4 separate regions of the Mus musculus genome follow, and all the other regions are linked to region 1. The links are chromatin contacts, called in public promoter capture Hi-C maps. All regions are on one chromosome and are shown on one strand. Each heading gives the region's core, a stretch centred on a gene start, on an enhancer-like site or on the middle of the called end of the contact. The rest is flanking DNA. Distances are from core to core; before and after follow the strand shown.

Region 1 (6,689 bases), core at 650-3,149:
TCTTCAGCTTGTGTCCATCTATCTGAGTGGTCAGAAAGGCAGTTACAGCCTGTGCACAGGTACCCACAGTGACACAGTGTAGTGCTGGCTAATTCCATACTCATCCTGCAGGCAATGAGGCTTTACGGCATGGGGGCACTGGGCCAGGCAATGGGGGAAGCTCAGAGCACTTAGTATAGCAATCTGCCTCTGTCCGGTGGGAGAGCAGACTGGTAAACCGTGTTTTTGTGGGGTCTGCTCAAGGGCGTGAGAAGCTGTGAGTGACACTTGGAAACACGTGGCCGGCAGCTGGAGCTTCAGTCTTGTCTTTGGAGCTGTTCAGGGTACATGGTACTTCAGCCTGGTGGCTGGGAAACTTTTGTGTCTACATTCAGGATATCTTCCTGAAGCTCTTACAGGGGGCTGGGTCATCCTATCTGCAGGGTTGCCAGATGTCTACCTGTGCCTCCTGACCCCTCTGCTCTGACACTGGCTGGCAGTGGAAGCTGAGAAGGACAAAAACCTGGCCTCGTCTCTGTAGTCTGTTTACATCCCTCCTTTCTAAACCTGATCAAGGACTAAAATTACAAAGAGTGGGGGCTGCATTAGGTCTCTCTCCCTCTCGGACTGCGATCTGTGTAGCAGGGGCGGTTACAGTGGGAAGCTTGGGACTTCTGGAGGTTTCTGGGATAAGGCTGACCTCAGCAGTATTTGTGAGGCAGGGTGCAGAGAAGGTGGAGGAAGTGTGTGCTTGTACGTGTGTGTGTGTGTGTGTGTGTGTGTGTGTGTGTGTGTGTGTGTGTGTATGTGTGTGTAGACAAAAGCGGAGAGGGAGACAGAGAGAGAGAGAGATCTAGGAGCTCGGGTGCGTCACTGTTGCTGGGAAAGTAGACAAGAGTCTGACTCAGTGGGAACATCCGGCAGGAAGGGAGGAGGGTACACAGTGGCATTTGCAAGCAGGATGGGAACTCAGGAGCTGCAGAGATGGGGGTGTGGGGCCAGGGGCGAGAGCCTGGACAGCAAAGGGCCTTAGCATGGTGGCTAGAGACCGGGGTGGGGGTAGATTATGGTGAGGGGAAATATCTGAGGCCTGGTCAGTCAGGGACATAGGGGATGCCAGAGTTTGTGACACTCATGTCAAGGCCTGGAAGTCAGGACCACATAAGAACTGAAGCTGACCTAGGCACCCCTGGGCAGAGACTGGCCTCGGCTGTGTGAAGATACTTACTTGGGGAAGGAGTCTGTGTCCTTTCTTGGGATCTGAGAGTCTGCAAATGTTATCCTGGGAGTGTCAGGATGAAAGGGCTCTGTGAGAGGATCCCAAGGGAAGAGGGCTGCTAACTGTTCCCAGCTTCTGCTGGGTTAAGGACCCCATAGAAAGGCTCCTTTTAGCATGGTAGGGGTCTGGAGACCCAGAGAGTTAGGCCTCCAGGAGTGGCCATGCTTGGAGTACAGAGAAAAGCACATTCCAGCTCAGAAACCAAATGGGGGAGAGTGGCATTTTGGGTCTGTGGTGGTGTGAGATGGCCTTGGGGAGGAGGTTTCTCACTCTTATCTAACGACTTAAATGCGCTGACTGGACAGCCAGCAGGAAAGCAGAGAAACGCCCCGAGGGAGGGCCGTCAGCCATCGTGTGGAACCTGCATCTCTTGCCTTTTTCTCCTAGTGGGAGGGATGAAGACCCAGCTATCCCATTTGTGGGCACACACAGGCGGGCGGGTCTTACTGGGGCTCAGGATCACAGGTGAAAGTGGGCCCTTCGTGCCTAGATCTCCTGTGCGAGGACACTGAGGCAGGGCAGGGATATGTGCTAGACAAGACCAGCCGGCTGCTGGTGCCCCGGTCCTCGCCCTCTGCGAGTGGAAGGGTGGGGGTGGCGGCTAGGCGTTCCTGGCTGGGAGCCCAGAGCGCTCTTTTGTAATCACAACATGATCTCTTGTGCTGAGCAGCGAAGCAGAAGCCGGCAGGGAGAGGCCGACAGGGCCGGCTCTGGTGGCTCCAGCTTCCCTCCAGCTCTGGCTCCCGGGAGCTGTTTTGAAATTCTCTCAGCGCCTGGTATTTCCATGCATTTGGCCGTGAGTGGCACCTCCTCTTTGGCAGGGGGGCTTCTAGAGGATGGGAGGGAGCTAAGCTACGAAGCAGCCACATTCTGGGGACAGCTGGTGGCAGCTGGGCCTGGGAGAAAGAGAGCCACGAGGAGGCAGGTGGTGGGCCGGGCAAGGCGCTGAGCAAAACATAGACCCCACAGCCAGACAGAGAAGAACCGCAGATCTTGATGCAGAGGCATGGCTCGGCCCAGAGTTGCTCCCAGCTGGGCCTGCTGTTCTCCTGCCCCATCAGTCAGCAGCTCAGACCTGGAGGGCTCGCGGAGCCCGTGGGAGCTGCTCTCTCCTTCGGACTGGGCACAGGCTTAGGGAGTGGGGTCCGGTGCCTGGGAGGCCAGAACCAAGCTAAAGCCTGTCTCTGTGTGTGTGGTTCTAGATTTGGGAGGCAAAGTGTCCCCCCTCGACCTCCTGAATCCCCTGGCAGCTTCCCAGTCACGGCAGGTTCGGCTGCCAGAGCCATTTTTAACTCTCATTCCAGACTGTGCTCACAGCAGAACCCCCTGGGGAGCCAGGGGGAGGGGCAGCCTGCTGCTGGGAGCCGAGGCCCTGGGTATGAAACCCTGACCTGAGCCCTCAGTAGGCAAACTGGCAGACAGGCCTCACTGGGGTGGGGTTTGGCCCTCTGTAGACCATCTTCCTAAGAAACCTCTTTCACCCTGGGTGCTGTAGCTTGGGGCTAAAATCCGTTCCTTGTATTGGGTTCCATGCCTTCTACAGGGGCCCCACAAAGCCGAGTCCACAATGCGCCGGCATGAGGAAAAAGATGCCGAGCTGGACCGTAGGATAGTTGCCTTGCGCAAGAAGAACCAGGCCTTACTACGAAGGTACCAGGTGAGTGTGTTGTGTCGGCTGAGAGGACTCCTGTGGCTGGGGTCCCTGGCTACCTTCAAAAGGCTGTTTACACAGTGGGTTCTCTCTGAGGGCCTTAGCCCATGCCCCCATCAAAGTCTTGGGCACTGGTGATGTGGTGCCTCTGCCCCCTGGTGTCCCATTGGTGTTTTTCTGTGTAGGCCTGTCAGTGTCTGTGTGTCTGTGAGCCTGGGGGGCCATGGCCTTGCTGACTTCAGGCCCTCCCACAGGAGATCGAGGAAGATCGTCGGCAGGCGGAGCAGGGGGGCATGGCTGTGACCACTCCAGGGCTCCTCCAACCCGACAGCCTCACGGTCACCATCAGCCAGGTTCCCGGTGTAAGTCTCACCTTGGAGACAGGCAGGGTTGAGGCCTGGACCATGCCTGGGGTGTTAACACTATCCCATTTCTCCTAATTGCCTTTCTGGGTGTCTCCCAGCAACAACAGACCTCCCAAGCTATTGCCATCTTCTCCAAAGGGCCACAGATGAAAGGCTACCAAACAGAAACCTTTGAACAGACTTTCCCAGTCCTACAGCTCTGCATGTAAACCCTATGTGCAGAGCACAGCCTTCTCCTTACCCCAGACCCTGAGGCCGAAACCCTGCAGGAAGCAGAGGAGGGAGAAGTCTGGGCTGTAAGCAAAAGAATCAGTGTCTTAGAGATAAGGCCATATTGTCTGCATACTCTGGATTTTTTTTTTTTTTTTTGATTCAGAGATGACAAGCCCTTGTGGCATCTTGGATCCCTCTGTTGGCTCTGAGCTCTGAATAACTAATGCCATTGGCATGTGAACTCCTGAAGGGCCAAGCTTTGCCACGGGCATTCCAGGGAGGCCTAGGGCTGGAACCCAAACCTAGGGAACCCCTCCCCCCAGCACCCAGCACCCAGGTTCTGCTCAGGATGACCCATGTGGCCTGAGGACACAGGCATCTCGCTCTGCAGGAGAAGAGGGTGGTCAGCAGAAACTGGGCCAGGGCGCCCCTTTCACCTGGAGTGACTACCACACTGACAGATGATGAAGATGCTGCAGACGCACCGGGTACTTTCAGCATGGGGCACCGGGTGGAACTTGCTGTCACCATGGAAAACAAAGCCAAGGTGAGCAGTTGAGACTTCCAGACCTCAGGTCTCCCTCCCTTGGCTCAGCCATGATGCCCATCTATACCTTCTCCAGGCCAAAAGGATAGTAAGTGAGAAACCCACGACCCAAGCGCGGAGCCCAAGGGCAAAGGGGACATCTGGAGGAGGCCGGAGCTGGCGTGCACCCTTGCAGATGACTTCCAGCTCAGATTCAGCAGGGAAGGTACATCTTCAAGCAGGGGTAGGGACACAATCCCTATTTGGAGAAGGCAGAGAAACTAAGTAAGGTATGTCCCTTGCCTGGGCAAACCTGGCCTAGGCACCACCTGTGAGAATTCTTACCTTCTTCCCCTTCTCTGGCCAATATCCGCTTTGGGTGTGCCTTGCAGTAAGAAATAATTAAGCCAGATATATTATCCAGCCATAATATGATCGATGACTCGACTCTAAGGTGTCAGAGGGATGTGTAGGTGACTGGCTATGTGCCAGCTGTGACCTCTAGGTGGCAGCAGCCCCTTGTAATTGTTCTTGATTTTGCTCACCGCCTATGGGTGCCCCTCCTATCTAGGGCCGGTCTGGTCTATCCACACCAACAACTCTAAGAAAAGGGACGCCTCCTTTCACAGATAAGGACATAATACTCAGAGAGGTTAAATTACCTGTCTCAAACTGGAAGTGAACACGTGGATGCGTGCAAAAGGTCCACAGCAAGCACAGCATGCTGGAGACGAGACAGACCTAATTATGTACTGGGAAGTAGAGACCGTGAGAGAGGAGCTCCATTCAAATCTTCTCTCTACTTCTCCCCCATGATATTAAGTGTCTTCCCCTTGCAGGGTGTTCTGGAGCCCCGGAGTCCAGGCGTGGTCTCAAGTCCACCTCCCCAACAGTCCTTGGGGCTGTCCCCTGAGGCCAGCTGGGACTACACGCAGTGGAAACAAGAGAGAGAGCAGATTGACCTGGCCCGCCTTGCCCGGCACAGAAACCCACAGGGTGACTGGAGCCGCCCGTGGGACCTGGACAAAGCCAAGTCCATGTGGGTGGCATGGCTGAGCAGCTTGCTGTGACTGTGGGACTTGGGTAGGGCTAACTATGGGTGCCTCTTGGAGGGAAAAGACTTTTCGTCAGACCCTGGTCCCAGGGTTTTGTGCTCTGCCTCTTTCTTGGGACCACAACTCTGTGCTGCCCTGAGCTATGGGGTTAGAGGAGACAGTGTCTGGGTGGAGTCTGATGCAGCCTCTACCCACATTGCCACGAGTGACGTAATGCCCTTCTCTGTCTACACAGGCCACAGAACTGCCACAAGCCTAGGGACAGGGACCTGGCCATGGGCAGCAGGAAGGGTGAGCTGATCCCCACCTCATGCTCGTGTGCCTTGTTTGTTTTTGGAGAGTCTTAGCCCAGGCTGGCCCAGAACCCATGATCCTCTTGTCTTGTCTAGGATCCTACTACCCTGTCTCTTCATCAAAGATGAAAAGGGACACGGAAAAAAAGTCTGTCCTTCCTTCCCCTCCCACACTCTCTAGTGTTTTCTGAGCTACGGCTTGGGCTAGATTCAGTGGGAGCCGAACTAGGTCTTTCCAGATGTCATTCCTTGTGGGGTAAAAGTCCTGTCGGCCCTCCTGAGCTTGCTGTGGGAGGAGTCCTGTGACTTTCTGGTGATTCTTCATACACAGAGCCTAGGGGCCAACGAGCTGACCGAGTCATTTAGCTGGGCAGTGTAAACACAGTCCAGGGCCCCAGGCCAGGGGAGGCTTTTCTGCAGAGGTAGCGTGGGCTTTGGGAAGATAGAACTCCTAAGGGAAGGAAGGACCATTGGAAGCTTCCTGGTACTAGAGAGCTCCGGTGTCTGTTTTAGATTCTTTGACACTCCCACCCCATTTACTTTGTTTCCCTTTAGGTCCTAGGACCCACCAGAAGCCTCAGCACCCACCATCATCCCTGGATGGAAAATGTGAGTTGGGGGCAGGAAAGGAGCAGAATCGCTTCAGCTGGTGAAGGCAGTTGGTACAGCCCTCCATCCTCCATCATGTCTTGCAGGTCGGGGTGGACAATCTGGAAGACCCTCGATGACATCCACCATAGGCAGCAACGCCCAGGGGAAGGAGAGGCTAACTGGCAGGGCCCGAAGGTAACAGGGGACAGGGGACAAAATCAAGGCAGGTATGTAGGTGTCCTAATTTCCTGGACTGGCCCAGGTCCCTCTGCTCCATCCCCAGGGCCCCTGATTCCTGGTTGCTTGTTGCCTGCCACAGGTTAATGAGATACCAAGAAAGGACACCAGCAGAGGTGGTAGTGGTTAAGAGCCTGGTGCCCAGAGGCTGTGGTAATTACAACAGCACACTTCCCCTGGGATGTGAGGTGTGCCTTTCCCAGGCAGAGCATGCAGGAACATGCCCGGAGTCCCCATGGATCTCAAGGTGCAGCAGGCTCAGCCATAAACAGCAGCTGGGGACCTGGGGTGGATAGTCAGAGGAAATGGCTAGGTTTGATTGAGAAGTAAGGTCAGGCTGGGTAGGAAGCATCTAGAAGCCTCCCTGGCTGTACTCAGAAACCACTGGGCTTTAGCTTCTCCCTGGGGTGCACAGGCCACGAGCTATGAAGGGGGTTACTTGAAGCAAGGTGGAGCCTGGAACAGGCCCTGCTACTTGCTGTGTTTCTGCAGGTATGACA
Region 2 (7,199 bases), core at 3,902-6,401, 860 kb before region 1:
GTTTCTCTGGTGGGCAAGTGGTGGCCTGTAGTGAGGGTCTTACAAGTCCTTGGGAAAGAGAGAGCTCCTGGCCTCAGTTTCTATCCTAGGAAAGCTTCCCTGTTCTTTCCAGGAAGAGAAATACTATTCTGACTGGCTTTCCTTTTTTAAAAGATAAGCACAGCAATCCCCTTAGATTTCCAGGCCAGAATGAGACCCTATTGTAAAACAATCAAAAATCAAGTGTAGGGGCTGGTGAGATGGCTCAGTGGGTAAGAGCACCCGACTGCTCTTCCGAAGGTCTGGAGTTCAAATCCCAGCAACCACATGGTGGCTCACAACCATCCGTAACAAGATCTGACTCCCTCTTCTGGAGTGTCTGAAGACAGCTACAGTGTACTTACATATAACCAATAAATAAATCTTTAAAAAAAAAAAAATCAAGTGTATTTGTTAGGTTCCTTTTTCCCTTATTACACTCAGGTACACAGTTGAAGGCCAAAACTCTTTTTAAAAGAATTTTGTTTGTTTGTTTGTTTTCGAGACAGGGTTTCTCTGTGTAGCCTTGGCTGTCCTGGAACTCACTCTGTAGACCAGGCTGGTCTCGAACTCAGAAATCCACCTGCCTCTGCCTCCCAAGTGCTGGGATCAAAGGCGTACGCCACCACGCCTGGCCCTTAAAAAATGTTTAAATTTATTGATTTTTAGTTTTAGGGGCTTGAAGAGATAGCTCAGGAGCTAAGAGCACTGGCTGCTCTTCCAGATGGCCTGAATTCAATTCCTAGCAGCCACATGGCAGCTCAGTCTGATGCTCTCTTTGGTCTGCAGGCACAATCGTAGACAAAGACCTTTATATACATAAATACACTTGCTTAAAGCTGGGACAATGATGCATGCATGCCTTTAGTCCCAGCACTCAGAGGATAAGAGTAAACCCATCTCTGTAAATTTGAGGCTAGGCTAATCTACAAATTGAGTTCCAGATAGTCAGAGCTACATACTGACACCCTGTCACAAAATAAAATAGTAAAATTAACTTTAAACTAATACAATAACTTTAAACTTTTCTTTTTCTTTCTTTTTTCTTTTCTTTCTTTTCTTCTTTTTTTTTTTTTTTTTTTGGCTTTTCAAGATAGGTTTTTGTGTAATCCTTCTGTTTTGGAACTAGCTCTGCCTACCTCTGCCTCCTGAGTGCTAAGATTAAAGGCATGTGCCAACCCAACCTGGTTTAAAAATTTTTTAATTAAAATATATTTACATGCGGCTGGAGAGATGGCTCAGTGGTTAAGAGCACTGACTGCTTTTCCAGAGGTCCTGAGTTCAATTCCCAGCAACCACATGGTGGCTTACAATCATCTGTAATGGGATCTGGTGTGTCTGAAGACACAGCTACAGTATACTCATATACATAAAATAAATAAATAAATCTCATTTTATACACACACACACACACACACACATACATAATGCCCTCCCCACCCTATCTTCCAAGAGCCCATCTCTTTCCTCCAACTTCTCTCCATGTACCCATGTACCTGGCCTTGCTCTTTCTCAAATTCATGGCCTTAAAAAAATGCTATACACGCACAACTCTAAGTCTATAAATACAAGCTGCTTGCTTGCCCTGTACAAGCTGGAAAAGCCCGCCTGTCCTACTTCCCACAAGCTGTCTGCAGAGAAGACTTCGGGTTAACATGTCATCACTCCTAGTCTCCAGCAATCCACCAAGTGCCCAGCTAGGGGCTCAGTTTTTGACCATACATGGATGCAATCCCAGCTCCTAGCTGACCCCTCCACTGTGAGATCAGTAAGCCCACCTGAGATCTGCCTTCTAATGCACCTGCTTTTGTCTACTTTTTAATCTGCTCTAATCTGGCCTGTATCTGCATCACAAGGGAGGTAAAAACCTATTGCTGCTCAGTTCCTGTTTCTTGTGTGTCTATGATTCCACACACTTATGATAGGCTCAACCTCTGAGCTTGGCTCTTCTCACACAATTTATCATTTACCAGAAGTAAAGGGCAAAGCACAAAATGTGCTCTGTACTTTAAGTACAGGAGTTTTGTTGGGGTGTGGCCCCAAGTCACGCGCCTTAACTGTACTAGACTTCTCTGCATGAAGACAACTATTAATAAAATGGTTCTTATTTACTACAATGAACCTAACCTAAGTAAGGCCTCCTCTCAAATTAATCCAGGTCTTTTTTTTTTTTTTTAATTAAAGACAGGTTTCACTATGTAGAGTTGACTGGCCTATAACTCACTAACTGGACCAGGCTGGCCTCAAACTCCGAGATCTACCTAATCTAGGGCTTAGTTCAGGATTGACAAGATGAACAATATGCCCAGTCTTGTTTGTTTGACAAGACTTCAATTCATGGTCCTCCTGAATGTGCCTCCCCAGTGCTGGGATTATATGTCAGGCCTACCAAAATTATAAACAATTTCTTTTCTTTTTTTTTTTTTTTTTTTTTTTTAAGATTTATTTATTTATTATATGTAACTGTTGTTGTCTTCAGACACACCAGAAGAGGGCGTCAGATCTCGTTACGGATGGTTGTGAGCCACCATGTGGTTGCTGGGATTTGAACTCCGGACCTTTGGAAGAGCAGTCGGGTGCTCTTACCCACTGAGCCATCTCACCAGCCCACAATTTCTTTTCTTTCTCTTTCTTTTGTTTCAAACTGTATCTTACTTTGTGACCCTGGTAGTTCTGGAACTCACTATGTAGACCAAATTGGCTTCAAAATCACAGAGATCCACCTATCTCTGCCTTTTCTCGCTAGTGCTGGTATTAAAGGCGGTGCCACCATGCCCAGATAGATGCAAATTCTTATTTATAGTGAGTGAGTGAGTGTGTTTGTGTGTGTGTGCCATAGTGCAGGTGTGGAGTTCAGTGGACAGTTTTGTACAGTTAATTCTCTTCTTCCATTATGTGGGTCAAAATACCAGGCTTGTGTATCAAACACCTTTATCCCGTGAGCCATCTATCTCACTGCCTGACTAGGACATGGTTTCTTAACATACTATCTCACCAAGGATGCAACAATGAGAAGGGAGGTGTCTGAGATAGAAACAAATGAAGACATTTAGCAGGTCAAATAAAATGGGATGAAGCTCAAGTTGCCTGAAAGCTCAAGTGTTATTCATCAGCATTAATCATTGATGGAAGAACTAACTGTTCTTACATTGTGCAGAGCACTGTGCTAGGAGCTAGAGAGACTGGTGAACAAAGCAGGCAAGCCTTCTGTTGGAAGCTCCCAGTGGACTAATGGGAAAAGAGTTTATAAAATACCAAGTGAGCTAGAAATAAAGAACACAGCAGGGGCTATGAAGCAAACCCCAAACTACTTAACTGAGGTAGGACAGGGTGCTCATCTGAGCAGCTGAGATGCAGAGGCAACAGGTGTAGTCTGATAAACAATTACAGTCAGGCCATCGGTGGAGGTACAAGCCCATATATAGTCTCAGCATAAGTTTCAGGCTACTCAAAGCTATATACTGTTTTCCAGGATAGCCCAGGCAGTATAATGAGACTTTATTTCATTAAAAAAAAAGGGGGGGGGAGGAGGAAGAGGAGAAGATAGCAAAAACCTGAAGGACTAAGCTTTAGACAATAAGTTGGGGAGCCATTAAGCACTAAACTCAGAAACATTTCTAAGTACTCTTCAGTGCCGTTCAGCCAGATAAAAGGTGTACCTATGGCCACATTATTCTATTTAAACCATTTAAAAACATTTATGACAACTAATTAGAGATTTAGTGCAAATAGCAGTTTGCTGTACAAATCTCTGGTATATACATGTGGGCAAGCTTCAATATAGCAAGTCCAATCTCACAATGAATCCCCACATTTTCTCTGAACACCTTGCAAACTCAGAATTCAAAGACCTTATCGGTTTTGAAAAAGACCACCATCACAATAGTGATTAATGTATGGACAATCATACTAGATCACGGTGGACAGGCATCCCATTAAAGGTTCACGAGAGTGAAGGTAGTGTCATAGTTTACTGAACAGTAAGTAGAGTTTTTCAGAAGAAGTCGTTTAAAGTAGTTTTTCTTCAACTGCCTAATAACTGGCATGGAAATTACACTGATTACGTCCTATGGGCCTTCGTTTCCCATTTGGTACCAGGAAGTATTAGCATTTCCATTAAGAAGTCTTTATAAGAGCTGGGCAGTGGTGGCGCATGCCTTTAATCCCAGCACTTGGGAGGCAGAGGCAGGTGGATTTCCGAGTTTGAGGCCAGCCTGGTCTACAGAGTGAGTTCCAGGACAGCCAGGGCTACACAGAGAAGCCCTGTCTTGAAAAACCAAAACCAAACCAAACCAAAAAACAAAAAGTCTTTATAAGTTCTCCAAATATAATAAAAAAAGCCTCCAACTAGAGTAACAGCCTCGGCTTTTCTTTCGTTTAACAAATTCCAGTCACTGTGAACAAAACCTACCTACTCCTCCCAAAATAACGTCCCTCGGGGGTTTCCTCTCAGTCACTTCGCGCCCTGTCCCCCAAATCCCTGGTCTCTTCTACCCCGCCCACCCAACTGCCCGCACCGCCAGCCAGCACGGTACCTTCATGTTAGCCCGGAGGCCCAGCCTTTTGGCTAAATTTTGCAGGTCGCTGTACTTAAAGGAGTCCAGCTCCTCTGCAGAGGGGACGGTCATCGCGTTCTGCAATCTCGGTGATTCCCAGAAAAACAGCCACACAACTCAAAACAGAGCGGCTCAAAACTGGCGCCACCCAAGACGTTGACAAGCCGACTTATATATGGAGTTTAAATTAAGACTGCTGTAAGTTCATTGGTTGAACTGCCTCGAGGGTGGGGTTTCCGATGCGGGCCAGTAGCGTGATTGGCTGAAGACCGCTATTCCGCAAACTATACCAATATGCTGGCGCTGAGCGTATTGAGAGCGTGTCTTTCAGGAACATTGTCCAATGAAGACGCAGGGAGACAGGTGGGCGGGACTTGGAGCGTGCGAGAAAGAGGCGCGCGCTTCAAAGAAATATGGCGACTCTCTCGCGCCGCAGTCTTCGCTTCTTGGAGACCCAGTCACGTCGTGACTCTTGTGATACACCTTTTTCTCTTACCTCCTCCATGGAGTGGGACACTCAGGTGGTGGAAGGGTTCTCCCCTCTCGGGTCCTCCGAGTCTAAGGTGAAGGCGTCACCTGTCGACCTGCGGCTGCCTGCGTGGTTGGAGCCGGAGAGATGTGCCGTGTTTCATTGCGCGCGGTGCTACGCGGTGCTCGGCGACACCCTGCACCTCGCCTGGGACCTGTCGCGGTCCCTCGGCGCCCTGGCCTTCTCCAGTGAGTGAGGCGAGGGTAGTTTGTGAGGAAGATAGACCAGAGGCAGATGAGGAATGGGGGACAGTACTGCCCAGGGGAGGGAGGGGTTTGTTTTGTTTTCCCGAGTTGGGCTTCAAACCCAGGCCGTCGCCTGAGCTAACCCAGCGCCCTTGGCTGAGCCCCACCCATTTTGTTAAGTTTTATGGGCAGATGAATCTGCTGGCAGGTATTTCTTCTCAAAACCGTTTTGTCTTCCAGAAGTCACAAACAACGTCGTTTTGTTAGAGCCCTTTTTGGTTGGCATAGAAGGTTTTCTCAAGTCCAGGTACGTGTGGAGAATTCCTGAGGTGGCGCTCTCTATATATTTCCCGATTTAATGACAGTGAAGAGTATGTAACTGTTGTAAACAAGAAAGAAACTTTGTCTTGTGACATGTTTACGCTCTCCATAGAGTATGTTTGAGTTGTAAACTCTTTACCGGTTTGAATCATATAAACATGGCATTGGTGAAAGTTAAAGTTGGATGTAGGTTTTAAGGTCTGTGAGAGAACTAGGACTATTAGTTATTAGTTATTAGTTATTAGTTATAATTTCTCAGGGTTGGTAGCAAATACCTTTACCCACCGAGTCATTTCACTGGCCCTGAAGTGACATTTTTGATATAGTTACAAATTATTTTACTTTTGATATTGGTAATAAAGGTCTTTCCTTGAATTTACAATTCTGCCTCTGCCTGCAAGTGCTGGGATCACAAGCATGGGAACCTGCACCCAACCTCTTTTTTTTGTTTTTTTTGTTTTTGAGACAGGGTTTCTCTGTATAGTCCTGGCTGTCTTGGCACTCACTTTGTAGACCAGGCTGGACTTGAACTCAGAAATCTGCCTGCCTCTGCCTCCCAAGTGCTGGGATTAAAGGCATGCGCCACCACCGCCTGGCCAACCTCTTTTTTAAAAAGCCTGATTAAAAGTTTTAATTATAAGCCTGGCGGTGGTAGCACATACTTTTAATCCCAGGACTAGGGAGGCAGAGGCAGGAGGATCTCTGTGAATGCAGGGACAGCCTGGTCTACAGAGCTAGTTCCAGGACAGCTAAGGCTACACAAAGAAATCCTGTCTGAAAAACCAAACAAACAAAAATTTAATTACAGATTTGGAGATGTGCTATAGCTCAGAAGTACAATGTTTGCCTATATCAAGAAAAATGCATGCAAGAATAGAGTTAGATTTCTGTTCCAAGTTATAATCTAAAAACAGTTTTATCACATTTATTTGTTTGTTTATTTATTTATTGTGTGTAGTCACATACCGAGATGCACACATGAAGGTGAGACTATACCTTTGAGGGGTTCAGGCCCAGGATCACACTTGGGTTGCCAAGCTTGGCTGCAGGCACCATTCCCTGCTAAGCTATGAATCTAGGCCTGACTTCCTCACTGTGTTCCTCTGCTTGTGTGCATTCTGACTGAGGTAAATGGTCACGTTTACTAGTAACCTTGTGGTCTTGAAATACCTTTTTTACTGTCTTTGAACTCAGTAATTGATTATTAGTTTATATTGTATGTGGCACAACACTTACTGTAAATTATTTCAAAAAGTCTTTATGGATTACAATCTATTGGTACTTAAAGCATTGGCCAGGCATGGTGGTGACTTTAATCCCAGCACTCAAGAAAATGAGTGAGAGTAGAGAAAAATCTTTATTCTACTCCACTGCCTGATATTATGTCCTGTTGTCTTCCAGACTGACAGACTATTATAATGAATACAAGTTAAAATTTAATTGACATTGTTCTATATAAGGAAATGGTGAAACAATTGTATTTGTTTATATATTAGAACTGCCTTAAGTCCTTCAGTGTTCATGATCCAGTGTCCCAGCAAGCTACATGATGCTACCTCTAAGGAAGTAAAAAAAAAAAAACCAAACATC
Region 3 (6,779 bases), core at 2,674-5,173, 900 kb before region 1:
GTGTCAAGACAGGGTTTCTCTGTATAGCTCTGGCTGTCCTGGACTCACTTTGTAGACCAGGCTGGCCTCAAACTGAGAAATCCACCTACCACTGCCTCCCAAGTGCTGGGATTAAAGGTGTGTGCCACCATGCCTGGCATTGGGGAAGTTTTTATCTATCATAATAATTTTGTAAATGAAAGTAAATCATTGGTTTCCCCGGGTATAAAGTCATGTTAGTGTCCCCATCTCAAAGGATGGTTTCTTATTCATTACTCTTGCTTAAGATCTTGGTCTAGGCTACCAGGAACATGTAAATAAGACAAGGAATGAGAGAAAACAAAACAGATAGATTGTCATGGGAACTATGGCTCAATAATTTTTTTCCGATGAAGAGTTCCACAACCAGTTCCAGGAGGCCTCCCCTTTTGAGGTCAGTCACCTCAGTCTGTAGAACTTGTCACACAGATCCTACTGGAGGTGCTGTGGCATAAATGATCAATGTTTATTTGTTGACTCAAGTGACTTGTGTCTGGATTTTGTTGTGGTCAATATTTCTAGCAAGTGTTACTCCAGTTAGGACCTTGGGATTTGGTATAAGGATATCTTTAAGAAGAGCATTTCAGAATTGTGTTCGCAGCCTTCGCCGCGCCGCCGCCGCTCTCCAACGCCAGCGCCGCCTCTCCCTTGCCGAGCTCCAGCCGAAGGAGAAGGGGGGGTAAGTAAGGAGGTGTCCATACCATGGCTCTTACAAAGCAGACTGCCCGCAAATCCACCGGTGGTAAAGCACCCAGGAAACAACTGGCTACAAAAGCCACTCGCAAGAGTGCGCCCTCTACTGGAGGGGTGAAGAAACCTCATCGTTACAGGCCTGGCACTGTGGCACTCCGTGAAATCAGACGCTATCAGAAGTCCACTGAACTTCTGATCCGCAAGCTCCCCTTTCAGCGTCTGGTGCGAGAAATTGCTCAGGACTTCAAAACAGATCTGCGCTTCCAGAGTGCAGCTATTGGTGCTTTGCAGGAGGCAAGTGAGGCCTATCTGGTTGGCCTTTTTGAAGATACCAATCTGTGTGCTATCCATGCCAAACGTGTAACAATTATGCCAAAAGATATCCAGCTAGCACGCCGCATACGCGGAGAACGTGCTTAAGAGTCCACTATGAGGGGAAACATTTCATTCTCAAAAAAATTTTTTTCCTCTTCTTCCTGTTATCAGTAGTTCTGAATATTAGATATTTTTTCCATGGGGTCAAAGGTACCTAAGTATATGATTGCGAGTGGAAACATAGGGGACAGAATCAGGTATTGGCGTTTCTCCATGTTCATTTGTGTGTGAATTTTTAATATAAATGCAAGATGTAAAGCATTAATGGAAGCAAAATGTTTCAGTGAACACATTTCAAGAGTTCAACTTTATAACAATTATAAATAAACCTGTTAAAATTTTCTGGACAATGCCAGCATTTGGATTTTTTAAAAATAAGTAAATTTCTTATTGACAGCAACTAAATGGTGTTTGTAGCATTTTTATCACACAGTAGATTCCATCCATTCACTATACTTTTCTAACTGAGTTGTCCTACATACAAGTACATGTTTTTAATGTTGTCAGTCTTGTGTGCTGTTCCTGTAAGTTTGCTATTAAAATACATTAAACTATTAAAAAAAGAAGAAGAAGAGCATTTCAAGCTGGGCATGGTGACACACGCCATTAATCCCAGCACTCAGGAGGCAGAGGCAGGTGGAATTCTGAGTTCAAGGCCAGCCTGGTCTACAAAGTGAGTCCCAGGACAGCCAGAGCTATACAGAGAAATCCTGTCTCAAAACAAAACAAAACAAAACAAAACAAAAAAAAAAACAAAAAAAAACAACAAAAAAAAAACAAACCAAAAAAAAAAACCCTAAGTATTTCAAGCTAACTTGTAATCTTGTATAGATTATAGCATGTAATCTATAAAAGACTTCAGTGGTCAGCTAACTTTCATGAAGCACAGCAGGCAAACAAATGGAGAAACTTCTGAGACATGGGTCTCCTTGAGGATAAGCGAAGCGTACCTCTGTACTCAGAGCCATTAGGACTGCTGCGGCAGGGGGAGGTACTCTACCATCAATCCTTATAACCTGAGTTCAAGCTTTTGAACACACTCTATGATTCCCCTAAGCAATCAATCCTAAAAATTAAAATACAATGATATTAGGTTTTTAAAATTTCTGGGTCACAACTTGTGCCCTGAGACATGTCCAGCCACCCATCCTCAATAAGCCATATTCCTTCCTAGAGTTGGCAGGCTCCTTTCACACAGGTTACAGCAGGGGAAAAGCAAGCCCAAGACATAGGCTACTTAACCATGTCTCCTTGACGCCTACCACCGAAGGAATAGCAGAGTTGCATCTCCCTGTCTCTGTAGTACCTAACTGAGTTAAGGTTAGGTTCTCTAAACCATTGAGTTCTCTCTCCACTGCAATGGTCACAGTTCCTCTATTTAGCAATAATATGATAACATTGTTCAACAAACAAAGCCGAACAACAAAACCAATCCTGAACAGAAACTGCACCAATGATTGAAAAGAACCCCAAATTGCTCAAAAGAGTCCAAAGATAAACAGGAAAGCAAAACCCGATGCATACGGATGAGAGAAACGTACTAAAGGTCCTATTTTTCTCAAGAATCCACAACAAAGCCCCAAGTTGATTTTCTGCTTCACCAAGTAGAGGTAAAAAGCAGCTGATGAGGGTTCGAAAGATGGGTCCGTGATTAAGAACACTTTCAGGGTTTGGTTCTCCGCATTCACATGGTGCCTACAATTTTAAGTTCATAGGTTCTGATACCTTCAGGCCCCCGAGGGAACAAAGTACACATGTTGCACTTACATATGTGCAGGAACCAGCCTAACAAAAATAAAGATACTCTAAAGAGACATTTTGTGTCTCTCAATCTATCAGATTATTTCAATAACGAACCTCAAAGAAATGGGAGCTTCCCAAGGAATCTTAAGTAGGAAAAGGAAAAAGCAAAAACCAACCAACCAACCAACCCCCCAAATTGTCTCTGGGAAACAGATTTTCACAGTTCTTATAAGAAAAATTAGGCGAAGAGACAGACTCAAAAGGCTGAGACTGTTTTATTGGAAGAGTGAGGGGCCTCAACCTTTCTATGGGATGAAAGTTGAACGTGATTAGAGGGACTGTGGTGCTCCCCCCCGCCCTCTCTCTCACACACACACATACACACACACACACACACCTTTATACCTATATACCTATACTTAGATAGCTACCAGGAAATTATGGCCTGGAACTCCCAGAGATACAAATACCCCTGCTTCCCCAGAGCTGGAATAAAGGTATGGACTACCATGTCAGGCTTACTTTTACTTCTTAATTTGGCTCTTTTAACTGGCCTACTGAGGATGGGTGATTGGGGCTGACTTGGGACACAGGTTGTGAACCCCAAGTTGGAAAACATTTTAATCGAAGTGTGCACAAGCTCTGTTGTGTGGATTACATAGGGGCACGACTGAGGAAAGCCAGGATTGATAGCTATCTAGGTGTACAGTGGCTCTCCAAAGGCAGTTAAGTGGCTTTCTAAAGTCACGCAGCAGACAGTTCTCAAGGGACTACAGGGAAGAAGAGGCCCAAGCGGCCAGGCATCTAGAAGTGAAGAGGCGATAGCAGTGCAGAGATCCTGTTTAAAAGAGGATTGGTATTTACATACGGGGGCGGGGTACAAGAAGCTGAGCGAAGAGCTGGCTCACAAATGACAGGACATTTCAGAAAGCGACCCCGCTGGGGAATTTTGAGGACCTGAAGCCTCCGGTTGTCTTACGCTTTAGGATACTTTCCGTTACTCTTGAACTATCTGAAGCTCTTGTTTACTGTACACCTAGTTTGATGTCGGACAGGAAAAGTAGCGGGACCACAACCGGAAGCGTGGCGAACCGGGCGAGAAAAGTAGAAGGACTATTCGGGGGAAGCCGAATGTGGGGTCTGAGAAGGTGAGCGGAACCTTCTCATAGGTGGGAACTGCAGGGACGAGGAGGTCGGGAAGAGTCCTGGCGGGTGAGGTGAGGGTCGAGGGGCTGCCACTCCTCGGGAGCGCCTAGCTTCAGGAGGCTGGGACGTGACCAACCCCGCGCCTGCCGAGAGGTGAACGCCTGGTCTTCAGAGTGAGTTTGGTCTCTGGTGTGTGACCTCGAATAATTATTTAATTGTGGAATCTCCTTTTTTTTAGTCTTTGTAATTGGAATAATACTAGAAGTACCTGTCTCAGGGTCAGGATTATCGTGAGAAGTCAGTAAAAACACACGGAGAATAGTTGCTGGCACATGGGAAGCCCTAGGTTGAACAGTCGTTTCTGTACTCAGTAGTACAGTCATACTGCTAGGAGCGGTGTGAATATCTTATTAAAAACTCACAGTTAGCTTCGGACCGACGTCACCCGGTTACTGAGTTTGACCGAGTTTCTTGTAAGAAATTATTAAACAAAACACGAAGTTGTAGTATTGTTAGAAAAGTAATAAGACGTCTGAATGTTTGGAAAACAGGGTTAAATAATGTTATTTATAATCCCACCATTTTACCTTCTTACTTATTTAAGTCCTTTTCCTTATCAAAATTTTTTGTCTTTTTATAATTTTGCTTTCTTTTTTTTCTTCGAAAAGGGGTCACATAATGTCCACCTTACCCTTGAACTTTCTACATTTCAGAAGATGACCTTAAATTCCTGATCCTTGTTTCCCTACTTCCCAAGTGCTGGGTTTTGTAGGGTGCACCCAAATCTTACCGGGACTTTGATATTTAAAAAGTGTTCTCCATGAGCTGATGGGCCATCACCTGGGAGTCGAGGCAGGAGGATCAGGAGTTCAAGACCAACCTGTGTCAAATGGGACCCTTATCAAAAAGAAGAAAAAGTACAGCATATATTTGGGCATGGTAACAAATGTCTGTAATCTTAACACTTAGGTTGAGGAAGGAGACTTTGATTCAAGGCCTGTGTCTACTTTATTAGAAGCCCATTTTATCAAAACTGCCAGATGATTTAAAGGGACTATAAAGTTTAAGAAGCCCCTTGTTAGAGGGAATTATATAGGCATGTAAACCCTCACGCTTGTGACAGAGATAAAGGATTATGAAGCTGTTGGTTCAACAAATAATAAGTTTTCAGGATACTGAGCTTCATACTGGGACCTGGACGTACAACATTGAATAGTCAACCATTAAGATACTTTCAGTGGGGGGGTGGGGGGGCTGGAGAGATGGCTCAGCGGGTAAAATATATGATAAATATATTTTATGGTAAAATAAATAATTTTTAAAAACACAAGGAAAATCTGCTTTAAAGTTGACACAGCCTCTCAAGGTAGCTTGTGGCACACGTGAATTATTTGGGGTCGATCATCAGCTCTGTGAAGCTAAGGCTGCATTTCTCATCATGGCAGTTTTGTTTAGTGACAGGTCTCTTGTAGGCCAAGTGGCCTTGAACTCGCTATGTAGCTGAAGATGACTTTAAACTCCTGATTGTCCTGCCTTTGTCTTCCAAGTGCTAGGGTTACAGGCATGTGTCACCAAATTTCACTATATTGGTACTTTTCTTTTTTGGTTTTTCTTTTTTCTTTTTTTTTAATATTTATTATTTATTATATGTAAGTACACGGTAGCTGTCTTCAGATACTCCAGAAGAGGTGTCAGATCTCGTTACAGATGGTTGTGAGCCACCGTGTGATTGCTGGGATTTGAACTCCGGACCTTCAGAAGAGCAGTTGGGTGCTCTTATCCACTGAGCCATCTCACCAGCCCTCTTTTTTGGTTTTTCAAGGCAGGGTTTCTCTGTGTAGCCCTGGCTGTCCTGGAACTCACTCTGTAGACCAGGCTGGCCTCGAACTCAGAAATCTGCCTGCCTCTGCCTCCCAAGTGCTGGGATTAAAGGCCTGAGCCACCACTGCCCGGCTTTACCTTTTTTTTTTTTTTTTGCAATTAATACTCTGCTTCTGATAAAGCCACTGTTGAGTAAATTGGGGAAAAATATGAATGTCATAATTCATGGTCTATGTTGAGTTTGAACTTGTAATATATTTATTCATTGCTCTGCTGATAATTGGTGTTTCTTTTGTTATAGGTGGAATTGGGCTTATTGTTGAAGCTTGTTTTCTCAGCCCGGGCAAATTTTTACATTTTAATACTTTTTTCTTACGATGGCAATGTCTTCCATTCACAAATTACTGACTGGCATTTACATTCATAAAAATTTCCTGAGGCCAAGGGCTGCATTACCTCCATTTGTGGGTAGTCACTGTGTAGACTATTCTTCCAGTAGTCTTCAGAAAAAAGTGACTTCTGTTGACAGAGCCTCCCAGCAGGGAAAGACTGAAGAGGGCTTACAAGGACATGACCACAAAGAAGTTGCTTTGGATGCACCTTCTCCTGACAGGACACCTGAAGTTAGTTTTGATAAAGCAATTAGAGATGAAGCAATAGAACATTTTAGACGTTTGAAGGATGAAATTGTGGCTCATTTGAGAGGCCCAGACGGCCGCCCATTACAAGAGGTCATAATGGAACAAGCCAGGGTTGTCTGGCAGTTTCGTGAAAAAGAAGATTTGGATAAGTGGATAGTGACTTCTGATAAGACAATTGGAGGTAGAAGTGAAATATTCTTGAAAATGAGCAAGAACAACCGAAGTGCCCTGCTTTATGGAACTCTGAGCTCTGAGCCTCCTCAGGATGGGGACAGTAGACAAAGTGGATACTGTGCCATGATCTCCAGGATTCCACGGGTAGGTGTGGCCTGTTCTCAGTGA
Region 4 (7,043 bases), core at 109-2,608, 560 kb before region 1:
GCCGAGAAGTTAGATACTCACCTGGCCGCAGGTCGTCTCCCGGTGTGTGCCAAGCTTGGATGTTGAGTGAGAAGGTTCCCTGGGAAGCAAAAGGGGGGGTGGGGGACATTAGAGATAGCGATATCAGCAGGGAGGGAAAGGAGGGGGTGCCTCGCAGCAGCCTGTTTAATTAATCTAATTGCAGGATATAGTTACGGAGCTCGGCTCAACATAACTGGTGTTCGCGCAGCGCTGCGCGCGAGCTGAGAAGGCAGGGGAGGGATGAGGGATGCGGGAGTGTAAGTGAGAGCCGGGGGGTGGGCGGGCGGCGCCGCGTTGGGGGTTTGGTAATGAAATTCGTATCCCAAGAATTGGGGAGAAGGAAAGGGAAGAAACTGGGAGGAAAGACTAACCAAAGCCTCTCCGGGATGATCCTATGAGAGAACAGGGGGGCGGGGGCAGAAGAGAAAGAGCCCTTGGGGCTCTCCAGAGAGCGCTTTGGAAAGGAGCTCTGGTGTCCCGGCGCTCCCTTCTTTCCCTTCGGTTATCTCCCGGTGCATTTAAGTTGTGCTTACCGGCCAGGTGAAATTGAAGGGCAACTGCAGAGGGTTGCGACCACTGCCGCTATTCTTGTCCCTGACGACGAAGGAGTTGGTGCCCAATACCGGCGTGGAGACATTGCCAAAGGTGCAGGGTCCCTCGGAGAAGGTTGCCTGGAAGTGCTTAAGGCAGATGCGGAAGAAAGTCCGGCAGCCCGGTTCGCAGGACTGCCCATTGGCCAGCATACCGCGCTGGTTGACGAACTCCTGCAGCCGCAGCTGGAAGATGCCGGAGCCCGCAGCGCGCTGCTGCACAGGGACCGAGAGAAGGAGGGAGGAGAGCGGTCAGGCTCAGCCGGGGCCGGGGCGCAAGCCCGGAGCGCTGCGGGAGGGGGCGGAGAGGACGTGAGACATTACCTGCGGCCACAGTACCGCCAGCAGCAGTAGCGCCCAGCGACAGGCGCTCCGGGACGCAGGCGTCATCCCTTGGGGTGTCCTCTCCACTCCGGGACTCCGAATCTGCTTGTTAGGGATGTCGCTCTCCCGCAAGTCCCGTCTGCCAGCCGAGTTCCTGAAAAGCTGATTCCCCTCGGGACGCTGCTCCCTTGTCGCCTTCTCAAAAACTCCGCTGCTCGATGCCTCGGTAGGTAATCCAGGTGAGGGCGACTGGGCGGTGGCTGCTCTAAGTACGTGTCCTGGAGCAAATCCTAGGGTCTCGAGCGGGCTAGTGAGGGAGTACACTGCACCCAAGTGACTTTGGCTGCAGCTCTTGGCCTCGGGTTCCTAGCCTGCGAGCAGCGCCGCTACTGAAACCTGCTTGCTCCAGAGCCTTTCTTATATATATTGGCTGCTCTTCGCAGCCTGTCAGTCAGACAGACTCACGGTCACTCTCCCCTCCCCTCCAGGCCTCTAGTGGCTACAGTCCCAGCACCCACCGGAGGGGGCCTCCGCCCCCGCCGCTCCCCCTGTCAGCCAGCCAGTAGGGCGCAGGTCCCCGCCCCTCTTCCAACTTCTGGGCTTCCAGCTCTGCGCGTGCCCGGCGAGCAGTCCTTAGAGATCGTCTGCTTAAAGGCTGAGACCCTCGCCACCAGAGGATAGGAGGGTAGCCCAGTGATGCGGCGGGAGGTGAGGTGGTTCCCGAATGGTCCAGGGGGTGGAAACTCTAAGGGGTCCCCGTAGGCGGTGCACCTGATCCAGGCATTAGATACCTACAGTCCTCTAGCAGGTGGGGAAAGCTTAAACTAGGAAAGCAAAAAGCAGGACCAGGGGATTTGGATCTCCCTTTCCTTTCCAGACTTTAGGTAGCTCCTGCCTCGCTGGCCTCCAGCCTATGTGTGCCCACCCTCCACGCGTCCCCAGCACCGCAGGGAAGCCATCCGACGCCTTAACCTTTCCCTGGCTATTCCAAGCAAGGCAAAGGGCCAAGCGTCTAGGACTCTGGTCTTCTCTGCACCTGGTAGGCGTGTCACCTCAAGCAGCAGGGCGTGCCCAGCGCGTGCCTTCTCTCTTTGTCCCCCACCCCCACTCCCTCCTGGCTCGTGCTAGAGCCAGGACTAGAGGTTCGAAAGAGAGGTGGGGGGCGTGGTTCTCGAAGTGGGGGGGGGGTCCTCAGCTGTATGGTAATGAGGTTCTAGTCTTTTCCCTCAGTGCCTATCTCACCTGGGTCGCGCTTGGTCTCCATATCCTCATCCTGGCCCCCACCCGCGTCCCCTAGCTCCGCTGGAGTAGGGAGGAAACTTTCTTAATTCCAGAATTTCCTTGGGCCACTTGAGAGGCAAGGTGAGAGAGCTTGAGGCTGATCAGGTCTAGATCTCTCTGCATAGGGCAGGATGTAGGGTGGAACTGGAGGCGCATAGAGTTGTTTGAGTTTCGGGTGGTTTCACCCATGTCACACGCGCGCCTCTCCCGGGTGGCCTCCGAGCGCAAACCCTGCAGCTGCTTTCCCAGAACCCGTCGTGCTCCCCCGAGGCTGCAGACCGGGGAGGGCTGGCTTCTCCCAGTTTTGGGGGGTGCTAGATTTCTCTCTCTCTCTCTCTCTCTCTCTCTCTCTCTCTCTCTCTCTCTCTCTCTCTCTCTCTCTCTCTCTCTCTCTCTCTCTCTCTCTCTCTCTCTCTCTCCTACAGTGAGAGCGGTGGGGGCCCTGTGGCTTCAGCTGTCAGCCCTCCCGCGTGGTGATTGCTGGCTATGGTCGGACGATAAGATCAGTGCGGGCGGGGGTTGAGGGGAGCAGGGACGCGGCTCCAGCCCCAGGGAGGCCGTGGTAGGGGGAAGTGGAACCCAACAGCTGCCAATGACGAACATGGTCTGATATTTTGACTTGGGTGGTGGTGATGGAGAATTGGGGGGGGGTAAGAAACATGAGGTTGTGAGCGTGGGGTGGGGGGTGGGGTGAGGTGAGGCGACAGGCTCCGGGGTCCCCCACGCACGGCCACCCCTCCCAGCCACCATCTGGCGCGAGCGGGTTGGCGTGGGGAACCGAGGTGAGGCGGGGGCCGGCAGATGGGCCCAGGCTGCACTAGCGAGTTAATGTAGGTTATGGGCAAGCCGAGTCCCAGGCCCGAGGGACGGGGAGCTCGGGGCGTACCTCCCGGCGGTCCTGGCAAGTGGACTTCCAAATCCTCTCTGTCTGCATCCTCTTTGCACCGTAGACCTGCCTGGAGTGCCAGAGGGTGCTCCCTCTCTCTCCTTGGAGCTGGGCTTGCAACCCCACCTGACTCTAATGGTTTTCATCTAACAGTTTTCATCTCAAAATCCTAGCCTGGGAGTTAGTAGAAACTCTAACGCGGGCACTTGCTTGACTCTCAAGGGAGACTCCCACACGGGATATCTATTATTTTGGAAGTGGCCTACCCTCATACACATTAGTATGCCAAAATATTTGGCAAATAGTGAAGGGCCAAACAAAAGTTGGAATCACCATTTTCCTCAGAAATGGACAAATCACCCACTTATAAAATTTCTGACCTAAGAAGGAAAAAGTGTTCATTTTTTCTCTCTCTCTTTTTACCAGAAGCACCTATTACAATATTCCTCTTCGGAACACCACCCTTAGCCTTGGGTCCCTGCTAGAGTTCCCATCTGCTGGTATCAATCTTTACCCACATTGCTAGGCACCAAGGGCTCAAGCTGTGGTGCCCAGTGTCTCTCCAGACCACACAGCTGGAGTCCTTCTCTGTCACTCCGTAATTAGTAGAACCAACTCTCTAGTGGAAGAAAGACAACACCCTTCTGGTTACTCAAAGGAATGGAAGGTTGTGAGGCTCATAGCAGGCCTCTAGTCAGGGCCATCTGGCTCTGACCCTGATGTAGATGGCCCCTAGGTCTCTAAGCCATACGACCTGGGTTCCCATAAACTACAGCTCTTTCTTGGGCCTACAGCTTTTCGACTCTACAGAGTCCTCAACATTTCCCAGCCCTGAAGCCCGAGTAGCAGGGAGGCCAGGCGAAGCCTTTCTCCCTACAAGTCTCCTGCTTCTACTGTTCCCTCCTCTTGGCCACTGTGCACGCTATTTTTCAGTTTCTCCCATTATGCAGAACCAGCCCCCGGAACTGAAAAACAAAAACAAAAACGCCAAAGCTGTCTTTCAGCGGTGTCCCCAAACTGGCTGCAGGTTACTGGGGTGCGGCTTCGGGCCTCCTTCTTAGCTAGAAGCCTACAAGCGCTCCCCAGGGCCACCAGCGCAGCTCGGAGACCTCCAGCGCGGTGTTATCTCAACTCTCACCGGCTACCCTTCCCAGGGGACAACGATCTGGACCTGGCACACTGCACCCGGGTAGAGGCGAGGTGGGGTCTGAGCTACTGCGCCCGCAGGACAGGCTGGGGGCGGGGAAGAAGGCCTGCCCGGGGCGGGGCACTTAAGCCTTGAGAGACACTGCTGCGGTCGCTGCGGAGAAGGGGCCACGTGCTGCGAGCCGCGGCCGGGGAGCTGCACAGAAGGCGGGGAGATTTGCAAACTGTTGCTGCCACATGGCTGCTTCATTCGATCCATTCACATTGAAATGAGGCCGGCGCGTGCCTCATCTGCCGCAGGGCGCTGCCACGCGTCAGGCTGGCCCTCCGCGTGCCAACTGGGGCAGTGGGGCTGGCAGAGCCTGGCAGCCGTGGGGGCGCAGCTCTGGCCTAGAGGCTGGGAGGGGGGTAGGGGAAGGAAAATCAACTTCTCTAGCCACTAAGGCGCCGCAGATTCTCGGACCTTGGCCCCGCATTTAGGAGTGAACCGACAGAAAGGAACAAGACGAACGGTTTGAGAGGGGGGCCAGGATCGATGCCGCCGCTCCCCGCAGATGCGCCCCGGCAGCGCTGCTCTCCATCTGCCGCTGCTCGCACCTGCCGGTCAATAAATCGATTTTACAATTTAATGCAGCAGCTTCCCGCCCGCCTCGGACAGATGCCGCCGCAGAAGCACCTCCGCCCTCTCCCCTCCCCTCGAGGGGCGCCAGCGGTTAGGAACCGGTTTCCCGCTTAGCAAGCAGCGCCCCGCGGCGCGGCGCACTTTTCCCTACTGCCCCTTGGAGAAACTGCGTACTTGGAGTTTTTGCCCGGGGTCAGAGTGGATTCCCCAGAGAATAGGCCTGAGGCTGAGGGAGGAGAGAGGAAGATGATGACTTAGCATTGGCCTCGAGGACTGGCTGGGGGGCTTCAAGGAAGGAACAGGATGCAGGAACTGATGATAAAATCCCAGGGCTAGGAGAGAAGAGGGGCATGGTGTTGTAAGTCACAATGGGTTCTGAGGATTGAAGAGGAGGCCCGAGCACTGAGGTGGCCTGGGGTCTCACCCCATTCTCCCCTTAGTCTGGTGAATGAGTATGACTCGGATTTGGCCAAGAAACGTAACCACGGCTCTACATCTGTTCTTTCATCCCTGCAAAGTGATAATAATAGCGATCTGGGAGACTGTATTGGACTATCCATTTTGCAAGATTCAAAGAATAATTTAGTTCCTTTCTTTCCCTCTAGGCAACATGAAGACAACCAGAGGCCACCTCGGGGGCGGGGCACAAATGAAATTCACGGGTAGAGGAAAAGACAGAGGACACACTCCTAAGGGAAGAGGCAATAGGAGCAGAACGGAGGAGGGGAAAGAGCAGAGCGTGAAAAGTCAAGGTTTCGGGGCCTTTTTTGGTAGGAGGCCTGTGATAAGGTTCTTGACTGAACAACCTGGCCTAGAGAAAACCTTCCCACTGAGACAACTCTCCTGCTGGAGGGTAGTCTTTCAGAGCAGCGGCCTGCAGAAAGGAAGAGATGTCATCCTTGAATGGATCTAATCAGAGAGGGTGCTGGCCTCAGAGAGAGGGGGGGCGCGGGGGCGCGCTCGGCTTTTCCTCATACCTCTGAGAGACCCTACTTCCTGGGTTCACTGTCCACTGTCTGGTTGCTCATGCCTGATGACTCAACATATGCCAAATAAAGGATACCCAAGTGGGCAGGATTACTGGGCACGGCAGAGAACTGCTTGGGTTTCTCCTAAGGCCTGGAAGGCCTCCCACCTCCTTTCCCGGGGTCCCAGGCACAGTGTCTGGAGTAGTTTCATACTGTTTCCTTGGCTTTCCAGAACACAGAGCCTGGCACTGAGGGGAGTTTTCTGTCTCGGTAAGAGTGTCTAGGGCCTGCAGCAACAGTAGGCTTGAGAGGACAACCTAAGGATTCCAGAAGCTTCTTGGCTGTGCCTGCTGAGTGGGAAGCTTGCTTAGGGCCTCGTGGGTGCTGGTTAAAAAGAGAGAAGGTGGGACAGGGCACAGACTTGGCAGCTGCAGAACTGAGATAAGCCTGCTAGCAAGGGCCAACCTGATGACGACCCCACAGCTGCCTCGGCTACATCTGCCAAACCCAGGAGATGCCTGGAAAGCTAGGGCCAGGAACAACACGGTGGGTATTTCCAGCCACAGAGGAGGCTGGGCCTTAGGGCAGCCTCCGTGGCATGTTGCCCAGAGCCCTGGTTTCCCCTTCCCCGGTTCCTTCCTGTCCGAGCTCTACCAATGAGCAGGGAGGCATGGGACAGGGGGAAGGCTCAGGAGTACCTCACTGAGGGACCCCGAGTTTAACTGGAAGTAGTGTGATCCCATCACATTGAGGTAGAAGGAGGAGGATTAGGAGTTCAAGGCCACTGGAGGACCCTAGTGTGGTTGCCAGCACCCATGTTATGAAGCTCACCATCATCTATAACTCCAGATCTAGGATAGCTGACTCTCTTTTCTAACTTCCTCAGGTCCACACATAGAAACACTTGAAAAATCAAAATAAAATCAAGAGGTAGAGACAAGCAGCTGAGTCCAAGGTCAGTCTGTTCTATGTCCAGAAGTTCCAGACCACCAAAGTTTATATAGTAAGATCCTGTCTAAGGAAAAAAAAATCCTAGCCATGTGTGTGTGTGGTAGCGCACACCTTTAAACCCAGCCCTAGGGAGGCAGAGGCAGGCAGATCTGTGAGTTCAAGCCAGACTGGTCAACAGAGTGAGTTCCAGGACAGCCAAAGCTACACAGGACAGCCAAAGCTACACAGAGAAACCCTGTCTCCAAAAACAAAAA

Evidence for each region. Promoter capture Hi-C pulls out the DNA fragments that hold promoters and counts their contacts.
Region 2: a promoter capture Hi-C map of pre-B cells shows a contact between it and region 1, with 2.3 times the contacts expected there. The contact joins the promoter of Nusap1 here to the promoter of Ccdc9b in region 1. A contact is called at or near these places in 2 of 39 promoter capture datasets (liver and pre-B cells).
Region 3: a contact with region 1 is called in a promoter capture Hi-C map of liver, with 2.6 times the contacts expected there. The contact joins the promoter of Ndufaf1 here to the promoter of Ccdc9b in region 1. A contact is called at or near these places in 2 of 39 promoter capture datasets (liver and pre-B cells).
Region 4: a promoter capture Hi-C map of pre-B cells shows a contact between it and region 1, with 2.6 times the contacts expected there. The contact joins the promoter of Dll4 here to the promoter of Ccdc9b in region 1. A contact is called at or near these places in 3 of 39 promoter capture datasets (embryonic stem cells, liver and pre-B cells), 1 of 484 Hi-C or Micro-C datasets (embryonic stem cells) and 1 of 115 datasets of contacts at active chromatin or transcription factors (pancreatic cancer cells).

The regions. Positions count from the first base shown.
Region 1 is chr2:118,757,871-118,764,559 of GRCm38.p6, reverse strand. It overlaps Ccdc9b (coiled-coil domain containing 9B), which reads left to right and starts at 1,899. Exons shown (of 11, transcript NM_001001982.2): 1 at 1,899-2,054; 2 at 2,802-2,915; 3 at 3,164-3,271; 4 at 3,879-4,034; 5 at 4,111-4,239; 6 at 4,853-5,052; 7 at 5,304-5,359; 8 at 5,917-5,970; 9 at 6,057-6,147; 10 at 6,682-6,689. The coding sequence starts at 1,908.
Region 2 is chr2:119,616,250-119,623,448 of GRCm38.p6, reverse strand. Nusap1 (nucleolar and spindle associated protein 1) reads right to left here and starts at 5,151. Exons shown (of 11, transcript NM_133851.3): 1 at 4,554-5,151. The coding sequence starts at 4,646. Oip5 (Opa interacting protein 5) reads left to right here and starts at 4,944. Exons shown (of 6, transcript NM_001042653.1): 1 at 4,944-5,291; 2 at 5,529-5,595. The coding sequence starts at 4,988.
Region 3 is chr2:119,659,978-119,666,756 of GRCm38.p6, reverse strand. It overlaps Ndufaf1 (NADH:ubiquinone oxidoreductase complex assembly factor 1), which reads left to right and starts at 3,923. Exons shown (of 5, transcript NM_027175.4): 1 at 3,923-4,148; 2 at 6,098-6,755. The coding sequence starts at 6,174. H3f3c (H3 histone, family 3C) reads left to right here and starts at 605. Exons shown (of 1, transcript NM_001370931.1): 1 at 605-1,641. The coding sequence starts at 721. The coding sequence ends at 1,131.
Region 4 is chr2:119,320,099-119,327,141 of GRCm38.p6, reverse strand. Dll4 (delta like canonical Notch ligand 4) reads right to left here and starts at 1,358. Exons shown (of 11, transcript NM_019454.3): 1 at 936-1,358; 2 at 555-827; 3 at 22-79. The coding sequence starts at 1,001. Gm14207 (predicted gene 14207) reads left to right here and starts at 945. Exons shown (of 4, transcript NR_030683.1): 1 at 945-1,161; 2 at 1,813-1,974; 3 at 2,166-2,297; 4 at 5,476-5,943. It overlaps Gm52558 (a long non-coding RNA gene), which reads right to left. Exons shown (of 3, transcript XR_003954054.1): 2 at 5,045-5,202; 3 at 4,818-4,845.